Linked DNA regions of Anas platyrhynchos: region 1 is linked to region 2. The links are chromatin contacts, called in public Hi-C maps. All regions are on one chromosome and are shown on one strand. The core of a region is the stretch at or near the end of the contact, and the rest is flanking DNA. Distances in the headings are between cores, read along the strand shown. Region 1 holds the start of LOC101794869 (probable E3 ubiquitin-protein ligase HERC3). Region 2 overlaps FAM13A (family with sequence similarity 13 member A).

The links. Hi-C and Micro-C count contacts between places; a contact is called where the count stands out from the background.
Region 1: a Hi-C map of subcutaneous adipose tissue shows a contact between it and region 2, with 2.5 times the contacts expected there. The contact joins the promoter of LOC101794869 here to the enhancer-like site in region 2. A contact is called at or near these places in 2 of 8 Hi-C or Micro-C datasets (small yellow follicle and subcutaneous adipose tissue).

The regions. Positions count from the first base shown.
Region 1 is chr4:14,945,689-14,950,039 of IASCAAS_PekinDuck_T2T, forward strand. LOC101794869 (probable E3 ubiquitin-protein ligase HERC3) reads right to left here and starts at 2,545. Exons shown (of 25, transcript XM_027455804.3): 1 at 2,415-2,545.
Region 2 is chr4:14,860,962-14,865,912 of IASCAAS_PekinDuck_T2T, forward strand. All of the region lies in intron 7 of FAM13A (family with sequence similarity 13 member A), which reads left to right. Among named protein-coding and RNA genes, the nearest start is that of FAM13A, 81 kb to the left of the region's middle. Within about 2 kb of position 2,725, at least 2 of the 8 cell types and tissues checked have an H3K27ac peak or open chromatin away from gene starts, as enhancers often do. A contact at or near this core is called in subcutaneous adipose tissue, where this site is marked.

The DNA.
Region 1 (4,351 bases), core at 1,295-3,794, 85 kb after region 2:
AAACACGTGCAACTCAGTTGGTTTCCAAAGCTCGGTGCTAATTCAAGCCCTAGGTATTAGCAGTAAAGCCCTTCATAATCCAAGTCCTGAGCAGCGTGTGTTCATCTCCTGCCGGGCTCCCCTGCTGCGGTCACCTCCACCTCAGAGAGGAGAGGATTTTCCAGCTGTAGCCCATCAGTGGTGCAGCTTCCTGCCACAAAGTGTTCACTAGGATCTCTTATCAGGTGCCCTAAAGTTCGCACTGAATCCCATTTATCTCTAAGAGCCCCTGCTCCTTTTTAGCATAACCCATTTCACTCACACCCCACGTACAATTGTCACCGGCCAGCTGCAAGGCACCCCCAGTTTAAAAAGCAGGAGGTGACAAGGCTCTGTCCAGCTGGCAGAGCCCCTGCTGCACACTCGGTGCTTGGCTGCCCTCAGATGGCCCACGGAAGACACCCTCTGTGCCAGTTACACCATTTCCTACAGCAGGAACAGGAGTGCCGTGGGACGCAGTGACACTGAAGTCATGCACGTGCTTATGCTTCCAGTGACACAACTGCTATATTTACAGGGAACTTCATGTTCTGCCTAAAAAATAAAAAAAGAAAAATAAACACCGCAAGCAACTTCCTGCAGGTGACAACACAAAGGCACAGAATCATTTCAAGCCTGACAGCTGAAAGAGCAAAAAAAATCTGAGGCTACCATTTGTCTCATCCTGGGGAATCCCCTGATTACAAAGGTGTAAGCAGCTTCACAAGGAGAGCAGCCCTGAAGATCCCCAGATCGCTTTCCTTGCTGCTCTCAGCCGACGTTGCCTCTGGGCTGAAAAGACTTCAGCGCTCTACAACCTGAACTGCAGGGACATCGGACAACGTGAGCTAAATATTAATTTAGGATACCTTTCTAAAAGGGTTTCTGGGCAGTCTGCTCCCCATGGGTCACGGTCTTCTTTCCAGATGCTAATTTCATTTAAAATGCTAAAAATACTTCAAATTAATTTCCTTGTGTTAATATTCTACACAAGCAGTTTCAGTGCTGGGCTGGGGGTGTGTGTGCAATTAGCAAACGATGTTTTTTCCCCACTGTTAAGACATAGCTTGAAGTAGGAAGAGGTCAGACTCCCAGTGATTCATAGGAGTTACTCGGGTGACACCTCAAAGAAGCTCAGAGCCCATTCATGCTGGCTGTCAGATTTTCTGAAGCACCTAAAGCCTAACAACCCCTAGAGCAGACAACGAGGCGTGCCACGAACTCTAAAAAATCTGTCCTTAAATGGATTTTTGATTAGTTCTAAAAATATGTCCTCTGGAGTCCCACCCTCCGAACGTTTTGCTGATAAATCTGTGTGCAGCCCTATTATTCCGGGCAGCACTTTCCACTCAAAGAGTGCAAACCAACAGAGCCCCTTTCCATGCGAGCACACAGACACAGCTATTTCCCAATGGCCGTGTTTTCACCTGATTTATTCAGAAAGCATAACCCATCTCTAAAACCAGCATTGTTTTAGCGTGCTGTCATGCCCTGCGCTGCCACCCCACCACATCTTGCAATGGGGCTTCCAGCCTTAATGCGTGGGGTGTTCGAGCAGGAGCTGCGTCCTGACACACGGAGCTCTGAACAAAGATTCACGCTTCGTTTCCCATCCTGGTCACGGCGTTTATTCCTCTGGCATCGGCGGAAGAACAAAATAGCCATCCTACACTGCAAACTCCTTCTGTGCGTCCTCCTGATACTAAAAGGAGGATATAAAAGGCTTCGATGGCGAGGAGGCTGTAAGGGTGACGTGCACGTATACACGCAAAAATAGATAAAATTCATATTCACTTACCTGAGTTTGCAACGTTATTCCTAGTGCTCAGCTGGATACGTGCTACGGATAAAAACACGGCTTTTTTTATAGGGCAAGCCCTTAGGGAAAGGTCTTTAAAATGCATCAGTTAGGGCATTTTAAAACCGGATGAAGAGCCAACCCCTGCACCTCTCCTGCCCTTCACTGCTCTGTATTCATTTTTGGAGACCCGAAGGGATGCAGTGCAGCAGAGCCGCTCGCTTGCAGCCTCCCCCCCCCAAAAAAAAGCAGGGCGGAGGGCAGGCTCCCGGCATCCCCGCTCCCGGAACAGCCCAGCCCGGCTCGATGAAGGATGTGCACAGCACAGCAAGAGCCGAGGGGACACGGCACGGGTGTATTTCCAGGAGAAGCGCTGCCATGGGGAGACCTCGGCTATAATAAGCCCGGCTATAATAAGCCCCAGCTGGCACGGATGGCGGCTCCCTCCCCCAGCAGCCCCGCAGCGCTGCTCCCCCCGCTGCTCACCGACCCCGAGCTGCGACCCCCGACGAGCTAAACCGGGGGTCCCCAGCCCTGCCCGGCCGCCCTCCCCTCCGCTGGGGCCGGGCCCCGAGGGTCCCCCCCCCCGGCCGCTCACCTGCCCCAGCCCCAGCCCCGCCGCTGCCGCCGCGGCCCCGCGGAAGTCCGGCCCCTTGCAGGGGCGGCGCGGGGCCGCCTATGGCGGGCGGGGCGGCAGGGCCCCGGCCTGGGGGTGGGGTTGGCACGGTGTCTCTGGGCTCTCTTCGAGCCTTGGTGAAGCCTGAGGGGGTTGCCCAGGCCCTCCTCTGAAGGCTGTCCAGGTCTCATCCTTTCCCTGCAGTGTGTCGGCTGCGCCACGCAGCTTGGTGTCAGCAGTAAATGTGCTGAGGGTGCGCTTGAGCCCGCTGTCCCTGTCGCCAACTGAGGTGCTAAACAGCACTGGTCCCAAAACTGATCCCCTGAGGAGCACCACTGATCTCCACCTGGACACTGAGCCATTGAACCGCAGCTCTTTGAGTGCAGGCACCCAGCCAAATCCTCACCCACCAAGTGGTCCATCCATCAAATCCATCTCTCTCCAACTTGGAGACAAGGATATCACAGGGGGCAGTGTCAGAGGCTTTGTGCAAGTCCCGGTAGATGGTGTCAGTTGCTCTTCCGCTACCCACCAGTGCTGTAACCCTGTCATAGAAAGCCACCAGGTTTGTCAGGAATGATCTGCCCTCAGTGAAGCCATGTTGGCTGTCACCACTCACCTCCTTATTTTCCATGTGCCTTAGCCTGGTTTCCAGGAGGATCTGCTCCATGATCTTGCCAAGTACAGAGGTGTGACTGACTGGCCTGTAGTCCTCCAGGTCTTGCTTTTTTCCCTTTTTAAAAAGGGGGGGTATGTTTCCCCTTTTCCAGCCACTGCAAATTTCACTGGATGGCCACCGCTTCTCACATACGATGGACAGGGGCTTAGCAACCACATCTGCCAGTTCCCTCAGGACCTGCAGATGCACCTCATCAGATCCCATGGACCTGTGCAACTTCAGGTTCTTTGGCTGGTCTTGAACTTGATATTCTCCCACAGTGGGCAGTTTTTCATTCTTCCAGTCCTGGCCTTTGCCTCCTGGGGCCTGGGCCACGTGGCTCAAACTCTTGTCAGTGATGACTGAGGCAAAATAGTCATTAAGTACCTCAGCTTTCTTCATATCCCCAGTGACTAGGTCTCCCGCTTTCTTCCGAAGAGGGCCCACAATTTCTCTAGTCTTCCTTTTATCACCAATATACCTATAGAAACCTTTCGTGTTGCCCTTGATGTGCCTGGCCAAATTTAATTCTCAAAGGGCCTTGGCTTTCCTAACCTGAGCCCTGGCTGCTCAGACAGTGTCTCTGCATCCCTCCCAGGCTATCTGTCCTTGCTTCCACTCTCTGTAGGTCTTCTTTCTCATTTTTCAAAATGACAGTCCGTATTTGAGCAAATCATGTAAAGATCTTTGCAAGGATGCATGAGACACAAAATGCCAGTGTTTATATACTTAGCATGCGCTCTGTCACTTATCAGATACAAATACGCCTTCTGTATTTGCATGGGTCATGCCTGTTGAGCATGAAAAAAGTTACTTGCTATTGTACAATTGTACCTATGACATAATGGCTTCTACTTACTGTGTTACAAGTAGCTTCTAGAATAAGTAAGCGTAGAGGAAAAAATGTTTGTTTCATTTGTTTTTATTTCTTTTGTCATTTGGAGATATCTGTAAAAAGTCCCTTTACACTCATTTTCCTCTGTTTGTCTCTGATCAATCAAGGAGGGGAAGACATCAAATAAATTATTAATAATAATAATAATAATAATAATAATAATATAAAAGAGGAAATTAAGCCCGTAATTTGTCCAAGGGGGGCAGGAATCTGTTGCTCAAACCTGTTGCTAGTTGTCTACATTTAGAGTTCACAGAGAACTTTCAAGGCTGGTCTTTCATAAACGTGTAAAATAGTAAAAACACCAAAGTAAATTGGTTCCACCCACTTTACTGAGCACAGCTCCCTCTGGAGGCTACTCCCAAG
Region 2 (4,951 bases), core at 1,475-3,974:
TGAGTTGCCAGGTGCAGTTAATTTGGCAGGGTAGCTCATACTGTTTGGGCAATTCATGCTATAGAGGAACTATAGAATGACTTGAGAACTTGTGTGTATGGCATGGATGTTCTGTGCCACTTTGAATGTTGAATGATGGTCACATCTATTTGTGTTGCTACCAGCCACACTTACGTAGTCTGAAATATTGTTCAAGTATCATGAACAGGTGAATCAATTTCAAGTGAATCAGGAGGGTGTGTATAGAGCCGAAGTTAGGCCACTGCCCTGTTTATACAGTAATTTCATATAGATAATTATGCAATAATTTAATTAAGTGGAAACGAGCACAAATGCTCTTGTTCAAATGGTAACAATAACACAAATGCTTGAAGTCTTCAAGTCAGAACTGTTGGGATGCCACCAATACACTATTTTTTAAAATTGCACTTTTTTAGGGTTCTGGATTGGTCTTTTGGTGTTCTGGTAGGTTTGATTTGGGGGGAGGGGAAGGTTGGTTGGGGGAGGCAGGAATAGGTAATTAACAAGTATAGAACTAATCATCACTCTTGCTCTGTAAGGATACAAAGAATCATTAAAGGCGCAAAAGTGGTAAATGAGGCAAAATGTGATCTAAGTTTATCAAGAGAGGTGATACAAGCACAATCAAATTATTTTTGAAAAGTCTTTCCATAGAGAGGAAGAAAAAACCTATATATCATCCAATTTGAGCAAAATGCTTTATATCATGCCATCTGTATAGAGAAAAAGGCCTTAATCTAAGAACATGAAGATGGGCAGGGAAGGGTTCAGATCTATAGGTCTTTTTCCTACAAGAGGAAAGAGATTGCTTGTGGAGTTCCTTAAGTGTGCTGGAATATTTTTTTTTTCTTCAACAGTTACTGGTGTAAAACAAACAAACAAACATGGTCATGAATTTCACTTAAAGCAGAAATTTGTGGATGTATAAAGTACATTTTTACCGTAGACTTGGGGGAGGCTTTTGCAAGACTCAGATGAGGCCCCATAAGATTTCAGTAACTTGTGTTCAAATGGCGTTAGGTTTGTAAAGATGGTTAAAAAGCAAGCAAAAACTGTTACAAAATGGAGAAAAGAGCAGGGAGGGCCTATTTACCATAAGAAATGAACTAGAGTGCGTGTATTTCACCTGTATTTTAGACAAAGAGAAGGATTGTTTTCTTAAGTATGTGAGGAAAAAAATGGACACAATCAGGCAATTAATAAATTTAGGCAAGTAATGAGAAATTTTGTAGCTGAATCCTTCTCTTGTTAGGCATTTGGATGATGAGGTGGATTTGATCAGTGTGCAAGCTGGTTTTCTCTGAGTTCTGTGGTTTTATTCATTCCCTGACTGTTGAGCAGGTTTGTCCTTTCGTTTTCTGTATTCCCTGGTAAGACAATTTGTTTACTCAGCTATACTTAGTACCAGGCAAGGAGATTTCTGCAGTGTTGAAAGAAGAGGAAAACCTTGCTAGATGATTGATTGTTCTAGGGAGTCGTGCCTGAAGGGCATCTATGTTCCAAAAGTTTTGTAATGAAGCCTTGTGGGAAAGCGAGTTGAGAGAGTTATATAAGGAGCCATGTTACAGATTTTTTAATTCTGTTAGAAAAATCTGAATGCCAGCTATACTGAGTAATCTGTACTGAGAAGCAGTGTGCAGTTTCAGGTAATTAAACAGCATCTGGCAAAGGCGATTAATTCCCTGTGAGCACACTTTTGCTCAACATGTGCAATGAGTTTTTAAAAGACAGAGAATCTACAGGCATGCTTTGTGCTCGAGGATCTGCTTTAGATTTGATATGAGTCACGTAGATGGTTCCAGAGCAGTTTCCTAATATGTACAACCTGAGATAAGCCAGAGTGATATTAAAGGGGAAAAGGACAGAAGCTTTGATGTATTATGGAGCTTTCTTGTTGATATGTAAAGCATTGAACTGGAATTGGGATGAGAGCTGATGTCACAAGCAGTGTCAAAATTGCATTTGACACCCTCAAGTTCAGGGCAAGGCATTGACTTAAAACAGTTTCACCTGTTTTAGTACTTCTTTTCTCTGGCAGTACTAATATCCTGTTAGAATCATTTAATGCAGCTGCCTGTTTACCCTTTTAACAGTTGTTATATGAGACAACTCCTTAACTCCTTTTACATAATACAAGTCAAGCATTGGTGGTGAGATGTTTTACTGTATTTGCTCTCAGGTCCATTTTCTGAAGAAACAGAAAGAACTAATCATAGATTTAGTGTCTGCTCAGAAAGGTGCTTGACTTCCTTTTGAGTGCTTCCTTGTTGGCTGAACATGCAGTAAGAGGTCCTAAAGCCCACAGGAGTGCAGGGCCCTCTTACAAATTGTTATGTTATGGGATGCATGTTACTGTCCATCATATAAGCCTTGGCTGAAAATAGTTACAAGGCTGCTAGGTCCCCTTGTTCTTATTGCCCAGATACCTTGATTTCAGGCTAAGGGATCTCTGTCATTAGGTGGAGCTCTGGGAAATGGAGAGTCCTGTTTCCATGGTGTTAATTAGGACTGTCTCACTAAGTACCCTTTATATTCAGTGGGAGAAGGTGATCTGTTCCATTTCAAATCAGGAGCATAATTTGGAGGCTGTGAATGGCCCCCAGAGGAATGTTTGCATTGTCTGGAGAGGATCCTGCACAGGCACAGTGGTCTAAATTTGCAAAACAGAATTGGGTGGTGTGCATGCAAACCCTTCAGGGTTGTCTCTGCTTCAGGCAGTAGGTGTCAGTGTGCACCCATCATAAAGGGCAATTCCAGTGTGCATGAAAACAGCAGGAATACTGAAGAAAAAAAGGCAGTCGCTTTTAGTGGGATGAATTTTCTGCATAGTAAGCAAGTAGCATCAAATATACCATATTTAAAGGAAGGATGATTGGATCCAAGCTTGAAAAAGTGTGAAGATGCTGAAAAAAACTTTGAAAGCATTGTCTTCTGTGTGATGGAATATCCCAAGAAATAAGAGCACATCTCTACTTTTGAACTCATTATTTTCACACTTTACACAATCCTTCTCTTTGGGGAATGTGTGTCAGATTAAGTGGTTGTCTTAAGACAGATCCCACGTGAATCAGGAACATTGCATGTCACTGTATGCAACAGTTGTGGAGAGCAAACAGTTCTTACACAGTATTGGTACCTGTGGGGAAAAAAAAAAATCCTGGGTCATGTTGGAATTCTGTATTAAGGAGGGTTCAGAAAATTCTCAACTGAAATGTCAAAGTAATTTAAAAATCATTGTCTGCTTTGCTGGAGGGGCAAAATGTTAAAAGTGTGTATCTACATAGGCTCTCTTCTCATTGTGCTCGACTTTATTTAAAAAGCAAAAACAAAATATTTTTGCTTCCTCAATATGGCAAATGGATTTTAAGTAAATCTCAGCAATGAGTCGCCTTAGTTCCAGATTGCAAACACAGCTTATGATTTAGGCAGTTAAGTATGTCCAGCAATTAATTCATTGAGTTCATAAATGAAAACCCAATCTGGGAAAATACTATGCCAGTAAGTCAGTTTGTTCTGGTTGATTTATACTGTGTTCTTTTAATACTTGAATGCTGATAGATTTTGCTCAACGGGGCCTTGAATGGAAAAAAAACTGAAGAGAGGTTTTGGTGCCCAACTCAATTATTTGCTGTTGCCCAGTACAGACTCAGCAGGGTGCGAGTATTGCATGAGGTAATTCTACAGTGCATATCTTCAAGCTTACAGGTTACTAGCTAGGGTAGCAGGGGAAATGTAATGTGCTTAAAGCTGGCAGAAAATACAACCTTTCCATACGTGAGATTGAAACAACATGGAAGAAGAGGTAATAGAAGAGAGAATTATGTGTGAAACGAGACATTATTCAGAGGGGGCACGTATGAAAGAGTGTGAGAGTAGCAAAATGCTTTAGTAAACAGGTCAGAAAACTTTGAGGAGTGCCAGAGATCAGACTTCCCAAAAGGAAAAGCATGGGGGTCAAAAAAAGTTTATAGCACTTAAAACATCTTTGTGCAATGATGCAGGTTTTGTGGCTGTCTCTCTGAAAGTAAGTCTCCAGCACGGGAAAACTCTCCTGCTGCTTTCTATTGCAGGCAGAAGAAGAAGAACCTTTAATTTATATCAAAAGTTGACATTTCTCAGTGTGTTCACCAGCAGCTGCATAACTTAATAATCTAGCTGTGGAGATAATTGACTGTACATATCAGTGAAATCAAGCAGACGTGAGGAGAAAGTAATTAACCGAAGTAGAACATGATTTCACATTGTCCAGATGATTTAATGAACAAAGCAGCCATTCTGAGGCAGCTTGCTCCACAGTAGGGTATGCCAAGAGGGCTCTTTTGGGCATGGCTTGCTTTGCCTGCTCTGGGAAGCATAAATTCAATGATGGAGTGACTGTTGCCACCCAAGAAGTTCGGAAAACCCCTCAGGATGCATCCCACATGCCTGATTGCCCTTCTGAAAGTCTTACAGAGCCATGCCTTTTCCTGAGCTTGCCAACACACTCAAGCACATCCACCTCCATCTCTGGGCATGCTAGAATCCAAAATCCTCAGTGTAACTCTGTTCTCCCCACCATTTTTTAAAGTGAACTTTGTCAATGCAGAAGAAAAAAAAATGGTGCAGAGTAAAAAAAACTGATTTAGCAATGCATTTTAATTAAGCTTCGGAATGAAATGACAAGAAAAGCTAATGATTGTGCAATCAATAGAAACTTAGTGTATCTGGAAAAACTTATATAAAAGATCCCCATATTACTGAGAGAGAGAGAATAAAAGAGCGTTGAAATATCACAGGGCTAAGAATAAAGTCATATTGAATTTATAAGGAAGCAGCATCTAGAACAGAAGTATAATAAAAAGAGAATGACAGCTTCATTTGTTGTTATGTTGGCATATAGCTATGTACATCATTCCTTCCTATTTATTGATACTTTGAAAATCACCATATT